Regions from separate parts of the Triticum aestivum genome. Here region 1 is linked to region 2. The links are chromatin contacts, called in public Hi-C maps. All regions are on one chromosome and are shown on one strand. The core of a region is the stretch at or near the end of the contact, and the rest is flanking DNA. Distances in the headings are between cores, read along the strand shown.

What was found. A called contact is a pair of places that touch in the nucleus more often than the background predicts.
Region 1: a Hi-C map of leaf shows a contact between it and region 2, with 4 times the contacts expected there. The contact joins the enhancer-like site here to the promoter of LOC123060727 in region 2. A contact is called at or near these places in 5 of 5 Hi-C or Micro-C datasets (leaf, root and an unstated tissue) and 1 of 1 datasets of contacts at active chromatin or transcription factors (leaf).

Annotation. Positions count from the first base shown.
Region 1 is chr3A:142,513,032-142,518,646 of IWGSC CS RefSeq v2.1, reverse strand. No RefSeq gene overlaps it. Among protein-coding and RNA genes, the nearest start is that of LOC123060728, 7.6 kb to the left of the region's middle. Within about 2 kb of position 2,251, at least 2 of the 8 cell types and tissues checked have an H3K27ac peak or open chromatin away from gene starts, as enhancers often do.
Region 2 is chr3A:142,401,045-142,406,885 of IWGSC CS RefSeq v2.1, reverse strand. LOC123060727 reads left to right here and starts at 1,837. Exons shown (of 3, transcript XM_044483557.1): 1 at 1,837-2,341; 2 at 4,793-5,253; 3 at 5,357-5,399. The coding sequence starts at 1,956. The coding sequence ends at 5,252.

The sequences.
Region 1 (5,615 bases), core at 1,002-3,501, 110 kb before region 2:
GAGAAGCGGAGCAACTGATGGGGCATCTGTCATTGATTCCTTCGGTGGGAATGCTCGTGAAGGAGAGGCGGAGCTAAAGGGCAACGTGGCTAGCTTCAGGTTGGTCGATGGCCACGAGATCAGTGGCGGATCTACCATTGGGGCGAGGTGGGGCGGCCGCCCCGGGTCCCCGCCGGCGGAGCAACGATCCCCGCCTACCTATCGTCCGGTGGCCGTCTGATTTCATGGCGGCGGCGAGCAGTTTCCATGGAGGCGGCTTGTTTCTTGTTTCCACGAAGCAGTACGTGAGGCAGGGCTGGGTGAGGGAGAGAAACGCGTTTGGGCTGGGCTGCAGCAATGGGGCTAACCTGTAGCATTTGCACAATTGCATTTAAGGCCTAAGTGATCGAACGCATGCTGCCGGATACGGAACATCCATCCAGCTCAGCAGTACTGAATGGGTTGATCTCCTACTGTCAAAATCAGTGATAAGCAGACTATGGCACATTTTTATACTTTGCGGAAACGTAGAGGCCATCTAGCTTGACAACCTCGTGTTCTTTGTACAACTATATGTTAGAGGTATACTGCCATCTTATGAAAATATACAATAATTTTTTTTGGGGGGGGGGGGGGGGGTAGAAAGTATACAATAATCCTTCCGTTTCAAAATATAGCACGCTCACGCTTTTCAATGTTCAACTTTAATTATAAATTTAATTAACGAGACCAACTGCGGCGGAGGCAAACATTATATAATTAAAAACTTCTTTTGAATACGAATTCATTGCTATAATTTTTAGTCCTGCCGCAGTCGGTCTCGTTGGTTAAATTTATGGTCAAAATTGAAACACGAGAACCAAGGACGCACTATATTTTGGAACGGAGGGAGTAGTTATCACACTTGAGCCAATACATTTATAATTTTGTAGGCCTCGCTTGAGATTGTGGACATGTATTGTGACATCAAGTGAAGAATCCATATTAATTGTTTCAAAGACCTTCTTATGTTTTTGGTAGTTGAATGACATGAATTTTGATTAAGTAGATTTATATTTCCAACAATGTTCGCCCTGGCTAACTTCAATTTCTGGGTCCGCCACTGCACGAGAACGATGAAGATCGCTGACGACAGGTGGGTGCCGGTTGCATAGAGGGAGCGATGAAATAAAGGGGGCGTGACATGTATGACATGCCTGCACGGATCCAATGCCATGGATAGGTATTCATATGATCGGCTGTGCCGTCGGAATTTCAACAAGCAGCGGAGGGAAGATGGTTTTCGAGGACAATGGCATCTTCCTCATGGCGCAAATCACCTCATTAGGGACATGGATGGATTTAAAGTCTTGGCAAACATATTGGTAGAGGATAAGGATGAGGATTGTCATCAACGGTGGCGGAGGGACGCACGGTGCCGCTGCATTGCTCTAACGGCGCCATTCAGATGCACAATGGAAAAGAACAGCCGTCTTCCCTGCCATCCGATTCATCATCATATAAGCAATTCCAGCCGTCCAACCAGTCAACGCAAAAACATGCCTCGTTTCTTCCCCGTTCTGAAATCATCTCGCAGCGCATCGACGGCGAAACACTGGATTGAAGCACGTCGGTGACGTCACAGCACTCGTCACAGCACCGGCTCGCAGCACGGCGACGCCGTCGCAGCACCGGCTCGCAGCACGACGGTGTCACAGCATCCTCTGGCAGCATGTCGACCGTCGTCGCAGCACCGGCTCGTAGCATGGCGGCGCCGTCGCAGCACATCGATGGTCGTCGAAGCACTGGCTCGCAACATGATGGTGCCTCCGAAGCATCGTTGGAGCAGCTGGGGCACCGTCGCAGCATCGCCGCGCGATGGAAGCAACCCGGGCCACTCGCGCCATGGAAGCAATCCTGCATCATTGAGGCGGTTTGCAGCAACTCACGCGAGAACGACGAGTTAGTTCTGTAACATCGGCAAAGACGACGGGTGGCTAGCCTGTAGCACCAGCGTGCTTCGAGCGGCCTTCCAAACAACGGTGGTTCTTGGTCGTTGCCGCATCGCCACCTAGCACCCCAACCCCCCCTCTCGCAGCACTTGAAGGAGCTCGCAACACCCGGACCACCCTCGCAGCTCTTGCACATCGCTTGAAGGACCTCGTGGATGCCTTCCATGGCGGACGAGATATCCACGGGATAGAGAATAGAGTGATGGGGAGAAGATGAGTTGACCAGCAGGAATGGGACTGGATGGAAGAGCTCGTGAAAGGATAAGGAGAGAAAAGGATGGAGCCGTGGGCACATGGGCGGGCCCCACTGGACGCGTGCCGCATGCACGAGACGGCTGGCCTTGGGAGTGTCTACATCCGGATGAAATGAAGCAATTCCCTTTTATTTGTTACGGCTCAAAACCGATAATGATATGCAAAATGTTAAAAGTTGTACCAATTTGTTGACCTAGCTTCCATTATAATACTTTCTGCAATTAGCGTAAGTCCCTGTTTTGTTTCTCTCTTGTGGCTCAGCAAAATTAGCATGAGTCATAGCAAAAGTCATCTTCTGCTCGCGAGCTCATTTGAGCTCATGATAAATAGTAAAATCAGAAAAAAAATCAAAAAACATTTGATTTTTTTAATTTTTTTGGTGTAGACATTGACAAAAGTTTTACATGCTCATAAAATTATCTTGAAAAGACATTCGTGGAAGTCCTGTCAAAAAAGTCAATAGTCCAAAATGCTTTCAAAAATAACACTTTTGGAGCATCAATTGTTTTATCACAACTTCCAAGAATGTGATTTTAAGATGAAATTTTATGGATAATTTTTTTAAATAATATTTTTTTATCAATTTGCACAAATATTACGCTCAAAAAAAGAATTTCAGAAATAATACACCGTCGGCCCGCTGCGGGCCGACTGGGCCTAGTCAGCCCACAGCAAGTCGACTGGGAGTACTCGGCCAGTAGCAGGCCGACAGCTGGCCAGCCTGCGACGTGTCGCGCGCGGATTGGGCAGGCCACGTCGCGAGGGGGGAGAGAGGGAGCTGTCGGCGCGGCGGTCACGGGGTGAGCCCCTGTCAGCTTACCGTGGGCCGATCGGCCAGCTACGGGCCGACAGGGTGTGGACCCACCTCGCGCGGCACGGCCGGCTCCCTGCGTCTTCTTCCTCCTCCCACGCGAGTGTTCTTGTTCTGTTCTTTCCTTCTCCTCTCTGTACACCAAAATGCCCCCAATTTCTACACCTGAACGAGCTAGTTATTTGCGGATTTGGCACCGTGAATGGATTCTACTCAGTTAGGGAAACCAAAAGAGACCTTGATATACTGATGGGGTAGCTCGTGGCAGTCGTGGTGAGCATTTAGGTGGAGTTTTTTTCCAGCTCATTGGTGGAGCTTGTTGCGGCGGTGGTGGAGGTGGTGGTGGAGAAGTTGGGGCAGTGTGGTGGAGGCGGTGGAGGTGAAGCTCCGGCAGTTTGGTGGAATTTCCCGCTCCGATTCCGGTGATTGAAGGCCGCCATTCGTCGTTCGCACGCACGCTTCAAGGGTATATTTCAACCAACATTTTATTTTTCGTAGGTGCTCCGGTAGTATTTGTTAATATGTTTCGATGTGAAATAAATTAGGTGTGTGATTATTGTTAGTTGCTCTGGTAGTATACGTAAATATATTTAGATGTTAATTAATTAGTTGTGTAAAAATTTGTAGTTGCTCCGGTAGTATTAGTTGCTCCGTTAACATTCTGTAATATATAGCTAGCTAATATATAGACATGTCTAATATTTGTTAGTGGGGGTATATTAAGTTGTTGCTTAATACTTGTATTTCGTTGTTGAAAAAAAATAGGTGAGCCGAGATGTCCGATGTAGTGAACTTCAGATTTTGCTATGGTCCTAATATTGTCCAAATAATTGAGATGTGAGTAGATCTGAGTGAATTTACTCACATAGATGTGCCAATGAGCGCACCTCAAACATGGTCTGTCTGTCAGTTGAAAGAATGGATTGTGGCAAGTTTAGGTCTTGATACTGAAACACACACCGTCGGTGTTCATGCATTGTGGACACGGTCAAGTTCAATAATTTACTTTTATTTGAGGCCGATAGAGCAAGACTCCGAATGGGTGCGGTGGTTATAAGGCTGTGAACGAAGGGGATGCAATCATGTTGCTTTAGTGCTTCCCGTCATGAAGGAGGTCACTGCACATGAAGGCGAGGGTGGCTACGATCCTGGTCCTAGCAGTGTAGGGAGGCAGTTATCTATGTCAAATGCTGGAGATGATGGTTACGAACAAGGACAGAGCAGTCAGGTAGAAGGAGGAAATGCTTATGGTTATGAACCAGAGCAGAGTAGTCAGGTAGAAGGAGGAAATGCCGATGGTGATTACAATGGCGAGGTGGACGCTGACGAGGTAGATGGGCACATGCAGGACTAGATGGAAGAAGAAGACACCGATATTGAAAGGGGTCATGCCAATGCTTCTGACGAGTCAGATGAAGAAGAAAATGCAGAGAAGGTCATGAATCCTGCATCGTGGAATCATGACTTTTCATCTGCAATGACCGTGAATGATGGACATGATTCAGCCTGGCAATATCACCAGAACAATATTGCGACGGGTGCTATGTATCCGAACAAGCAAGCCCTGAAGGATGCAATAATTAACTGGGCAATGTCCACGCAAAGGGTTTTCACAGCTTAGGTGTTCGGTCAGAAATTCCTGACAATGGTATGCAAGAACACAGATTGTCCTGCCAGGGTGCACGGCTTTCTCTCTAAGTATGGCACAAGTTGGGTGATAAGTGACTTAGTTAATCACAGTTGTCTTATTCCCTGCATCCCTCAGGATCATGCCAACCTTTCATCGACGCTTATTGCTTGGTTGTTTTACGATGAGATGGTGCAGGGCAAAGCTATGGAAGTGAAGGCAGTCCAGACAAAAGTCTTCGCCAGGTTCAAGTACAGAATTTCTTATGGCAAGGCTTGGAGGGCTAAGCATGCGGCGCTTGAGAGGAGATTTGGTTCTTATTTTGATGCATATGACTCTCTTGTCCAGCTCCTCCACACCCTGCAGTAGCGGAATCCAGGCACCTATATCGATATCCAAGACATGTTCATGCCAGAGTTCCCAACTGTGAGGGTGCTGCATCGTCTCTTCTTCTCTTTCGGTGTATGCATCGAAGCTTTCAGGCATTGCCGACCGGTGATATGTGCTGACGGTACTTTTCTCACAGGCAAGTACAAGGGTCATATCCTGACAGCCATAGGTCAAGACGGCCAAAATCAAGTCGTCCCACTCGCATTTGCTTTTGTGGAGAGTGAGAACATTGAAAGTTGGACATGGTTCTTCAGAAAGTTGAAAATATCAGTTGTGAAGGAGAAGCCCAATGTGTGCATCCTTCATGACAGGCATGCAGGTATACTCAGTGTGATAAGGACACTGACAAACCCAGGCCCTGAGGAACAAGTTCCATGGCAGGACTTGCAGAGCCATTGGTGCATGCGCCATCTGGGGGCTAATTTCTTCTCGCGGTTTAGAAATAAGAACCTGATGAATCTGTTAAAAAAACTCTGCAAGCAGAACGAGTTATGGAAGTACAATTTGATATGCGACGAACTTAATGTGTGCACGCAGAGACACGTGAGGGATAGGAAAGCTG
Region 2 (5,841 bases), core at 588-3,087:
CTGTGCGCGCAACCATCGCCCTCCCGCGCCGATGCGATTCCCTTCTTGTGGCGGCGGCCGCCGCCGCATAGGGTTTCTCCATTCTCCCCCATCGCCTGGAGATGGATGTGCTGGTACTGCAGACGACGTTCTGGTGGTGGTGCCCCTAGGGTTTCTGGATCTGGTGTTGAGGCGCCGACGAACTAGGGTTTGGACAGGGAGAGAGAGTGACGGGAGGAATGGGGAACGAAAGAGTGAGGTGGGGAACAAGCGAGTGAGCACGGGGGGCAAGCCGTGTCCTAAATCTAGCGCTGGTAGCGGTCAAACGGCGCTGACTGGACGAAACCGTGACGGGGGGCAAAAGTACAAAGAAACCAAAGTGAGTTGGGCAAGAACGAGGGTTTTCGGAAACTAGGGGCAAACCTGCCGAGGGGGACACAACTAAAGGCACCAAATTAATTATCCCTTATATATGTCAAGCTCAAGGCGAGGTTATCATCCTTGTTTCCAGGTCAACCCCCTTCTCTTTGTCATGTATAGCACTCCACAAAATGATTAACACCTTAATCATAAAAATGCCCATGTGTTTCCAAAAAAACTAAACACTTAGAGGGCCTAAGAAACACCACCCCCATCACCGAAGGGGCAAATCCCATCTTGACCAGTCAACGATTTACCACATGCTTTCCGGTAAATCCGAATTCCACCTTTATAATAACCTAATTTCAAAGGAAGGACGGCTTCATCCTAATCGCCTCGCGAGAGGGTACTGCAAATTAACCATAGCTTGTTTCATAACATTTGCATATTCACGTAGACACACAGAATGGTCAAAGTTGTTTATGATCAGAGATCGTGAAGCGAGTATTCGCAAAACATGTTGTTTTCAGTTGGAGGATAATATTCTGAGAGAGACAAAACCGGACCTGTAGCCTGCTGTTCATCATCAGAAATGCCCGCAAACAGAGACACCGATATGAAAACCTTTTCCTGATGCCTCGGGACTCCTCGTCTGCGCTTGCCCCTTTAGCATCAAAGAGAAAACGAGGACGCTGCGCGCGCTGACGCCCGCCTGGTTCCAGTCATCATGGCTTGCGTCACAGAAACCTCGCGAGGTGTCTCTTGTCTTGATCTCTCTGCCCTCACGAGACAGTCTGATGAGGCCGCTCATGAGGAGGTCTTGCGTCGTCCACGTGAGGTTTGGCCTCTCGCGAGGGTCTTGAGTGTTTGTTGAAAAAAATGGGCCGTATGGGGTCGCTGGTGGAGTCACGCTGCGGGTCGCAGGCAGGCAAATTTGGGAACCCCCGTTCCCAGAACGCCGACACCCATCTTGACGAGTCTATGATTTACCACATGCTTTCCGGTAAATCCGAATTCCATCTTTATAATAACCTAATTTCAAAGCAAGGAAGACTTCATCCTAATCGCCTCGCGAGAGGATACTGCAAATTAACCATAGCTTGTTTCATAACATTTGCATATTCACGTAGACGCACAAAATGGTCAAAGTTGTTTATGATCAGAGATCGCGAAGCGAGTATTCGTAAAACATGTTGTTTTCAGTTGGAGGATAATATTCTGAGAGAGACAAAACCGGACCTGTAGCCTGTTGTTCATCATCAGAAATGCCCGCAGACAGAGACACCGGCAGCAAGCAGATGCACAAGCCGTCCCCGACTCGGCAGATATTTTTGCAAGAAGACAAAAAGAAAGAGACTCGGGAGATATTCGGCTACGCGTCGTCCTCAGAATAGAGACACGCAGCGGGCGAAACGAGCGCGCCATCCGACGCCACGCTCGCCGCCGCGGAATATCCAAAACCGAACTGGAAACGGACCCAACAAATACCCAAGTCAAATGAAATGACCCTTCTCTCCTCCGCTCCGCTCCGCCCCTCTCTCACGCAGTTCACACACTCCTCTCCCTCTCCTCATCCCACCAAAACCTAAGCAGAGGAGCTCCGAATCCAGGCTCGCATGGCCAACCTCCTGCACCTCCCGGACCTCGCGGCGGCCCGGCCGCCCGCGCACGGCGTCGTGCGGAGGAGGGGGGCGAGGGTCGTGGCGGCGGCCAGGGCCGGGGGCCGCGTGAAGCAGGAGGAGGCCGGGACGGGGACGGGGCGGGGGCGGGTGATCAGGGTCACGGACCCCGTGCGGGACGGGAGGCTGCCGGTGCCGGCCCCGCCGCCGCTCTTCTCCGTGCCGATGACGCCGGCCTCGGAGTCGCCGGCGGCGACCACGCGCCGGGACAACGACGAGGAGGAGCGGCGCAGGTACTACCTCAACCTGGGCTACGCCATCCGCACGCTCAGGGAGGAGATACCCGACGTCTTCTACAAGGAGCCCAGCTTCGATATCTACAGGTCCGTGCCCATGTTTCATTGCCTCTCTCTGTCTTCACCTTGAGATCCTTTTAGAAACTTTTATTTAAAAAAAATACAAAAACAAAGGATCAACTGTTAGGTGGAACCCTGGTGAATTTGGGGTAAAATTGGTGAGTGCTTCTAATTGATTGATTAGCATCGCTATCTGTTTGTGGCTACTTCATAAGGGATTGGTCTGTGTCAGACTGGCATAATTAGAACATGCTACATGCATATTTCGCTGCAGATGTCTCTCTGGATTATTTGATTGCCATTGACCGATGTTGATGGCTAGATTGCCTCACAATACCGCATCTCTTCTAACTTGAAATTATAGTCTAGCTTAGTCTTTTGGTACTCTTCGCACCCATCTAGTGTTGGATGTTTTTTGAGTTGGGATGGATGACCTGGGCAGCGCAGCTACTATTGGGCTATCAAGCATCAGAAGAACCACATTTCAGAAACCATCTAATGAAGCTTAGGTTTTATCTCTATATAATGTTAATTAGGATATGGTTTGTCTTGTGGATGTGAGTAGGACCTCTTACTTGTAGAGCTACCCAATGCATTCCTCAAGAGATTCAGGTATTCATGTTCGAGGCAGTAGCATCAGCCCTCTAGTGTTGATTCTGAGTGGACATTGGTACAATGAACTGAAATGTGGACTGGAAAGCAGAGTATATGGGTGACAGGCTTGACCCAGTGGTGTGAGGCTCTTGTACTAGATTCGCAATGTGATGGCATCCATCTTTTCTTCTTTCTTATGCACATGGTTAGCCTCTACATTTTATCTGTTTCTTTTTTCTTCTGTTGCAGTTTTGTTTTGTTTCTTTATCGGGAACTAGTAAGTTAACTAGTGTAATAAAAACACATCCTAGCTTGTAAAAGAACCAGTGGTGCATGGTGAGGGAGGAAGAGATGACCAGGCTGATCAAGTTTTAAATAGGTTCTTTCTTGTTTGCGTCGAGCATCGTCGGTCTATGGTGATAGCTTAGCGCTGTAGTTGCCCTTTTGGCCATTTTCTTTGTTTTGCTCTGCATTTTATAGAGGGTTCCTGCACCCATTTTCCCTATCTTCTGTTACTTGTTGAGCTTTTATCCTCGTAACACAAAGACAGTCAGTTCTCCTGCTTGTTCTCCTTAAAAATACAATCTAATTCTGGATAGTATGTGTTTTCTGGTTCGGTTGGGATGTAATGATGTCTCTTTCTTGTTAGCATACTGTGGCCATCTTGTTTAATAATTATCAATTAATGCAAGCAATATGACATTTGCTTGAGCTTATCTTATCCGTTTAGCGTGTTGTCTAATCTACGATGCAGACTGGGAGTGGGACCAAACATTTATAAACATGACCCAACATCAGTTGCTTACATAAGTGTTTCTTGCATTAACCTTATCAGTATGTCAGTTGTCCATTAGACTTTATATTTTATTATTGCGATCATGAGGTTATCCCCTGCAATAGTGCAAAAGAGCCGTTGCTAAGAGTATCATTTGTATGTGGGACTCGGGTGTAAAGATTAGAAGGGGTGAGGCTAGCTAAATTATTTGAGGAACCGGTTCTAATTTGAGGACCGAGTCTAAGCAAATAAAAGAATTGAATGGGCGCAATGCCAGTTTGCAAACTCTCATGAGATAAATATGCTAGTGCTCAGAAAAAGGTAGAGCTGATTGTCTTTCTGCTAGCTAGTGGGTCCTACAGCCGGGTCTAAGACATTGTAGCAAATTTTGCTCTGCTAGACTCTCTATGGGTAGCAGACTTCATCTGAACAAAATTCTCAGCACATTGCCCATGCCCTAACCATTTAAATTACATCCAAATCATACAGTACTTTTCTTGCATCTTTAAGCTGCCTTCGAAGTTCGAATATTCACTGAATTTAGGGGCTGTTTGGCTTGAGACTAAGTTTGCCTAAGGTTGCCATGCGCAACGTTAAGCAAGTTTGACCAACTTAGTTGGGCGTTTGGTTCCAGCCACATCTTAGGAAAAATGCTTTTTGCCACACTAGAGCTCCAATCACATCCACTCACAAAGTGTGGCAAGATTCCCTTAGGCTTGCCAACTTGTGGCTCCAATTTTTTTGAACTAACCTTAGGCAAGTTTGGCAAGAACTTGTGGCAAAGTGTGGCAGTGTTAGGACTAGAACCAAATTAGCCCCTAAGGGAAACAGAAAAATACAATATTTTGTATCTGAATGACGAGGTTACTATTAGACCTGCATGTTTAATTGCTCGATCTTGGCTCTGTTTGAACTTTAGCATGTATTTCTAATGCTTTGCAGTTGCTCCCATGAGTTGAGTAACTTGAGCCTGCATCTGTCTTCCACTCTAATTAACTTATTATGTTATGCAGAGTACATTGCATGAAGGTTGCATTTTCTTGTACAGATTTGTACTGTTGGGTCTTATCATTGGTCTTTTCCTAATTCTGTTTGTTGCTATTTGCCAGAGATGATATCGTCTTCAGAAACCCTTTCAATAAATTCGAGGGCATTGACAATTACAGAAGTCTATTCTGGGGATTGCGCTTTACTGGACGTATCTTCTTTAAAGCATTATGGGTTGATATAGTTAGTATATGGCAGCCTGCCGAGAATCTTATTATGATTCGCTGGATTGCCCACGGCATTCCTAGAGTCCCATGGGATGGCCATGCCCGCTTTGACGGTGCCTCCGTTTACAAACTCGACAGGAATGGGAAGATCTATGAGCATAAGGTACATAACATTGCTACGACCCCACCGACAAAGTACAAGGTCCTGTCTGTACAAGAGCTAGTCAGATCACTTAGCTGTCCGTCCACTCCAAAACCAACATATTTCGAGGCTTCATCTCAATCTTTGAGCACGGCGTCGCTTTATTCGAGGTTGGCATGGATCAGACGCCTAGCAAATCTCAGAGGAGAATAGGGTGGGTCTTAGCACGATACTTACAAAATCTACCTTTTTGTTGTATTGTAGTTACCAATCACTGATGAGTAGTACTGAATCATAACTGTTGTATATATGTACAGAGACAAATTTATACAGAATAAATTTGTTCTTGGTTGAGCTGTATGGACTGCAGTGCTGCATATGTTTGTGAGCAAGCTGATTTGGGGGCGTGCCTGCTCCGGTTCCCTGAAGTCGCCGATCTGGACATTGCAACGGTCTCCAAAACAGCAAGTCTGACTACTAGTTTTATTGCAGTATTATATCTATAAATCCAGGCTAAAATTATATATGTTGTGAACCATATGAAGTCCAGCATTATTATGTCTATAAATCCAGACTAAAGTTATATATTGTGAACCAAATGAAGTCCAGCATTCTTTGTGTCCATTTTGTCATGTTATAAATACTCAGAACATAATGGTTGAGTAAATCAACTCGAAAGAACAAAGGTGCAGCGTTCCCTTGTCTAAGATCTCACAAAATAATGTGCCAAATTCATCTAGCACGACGCCAATAGCTGCACCAGCCATGTCTAAGACCTTCTACACTATCACGCGCACACAGC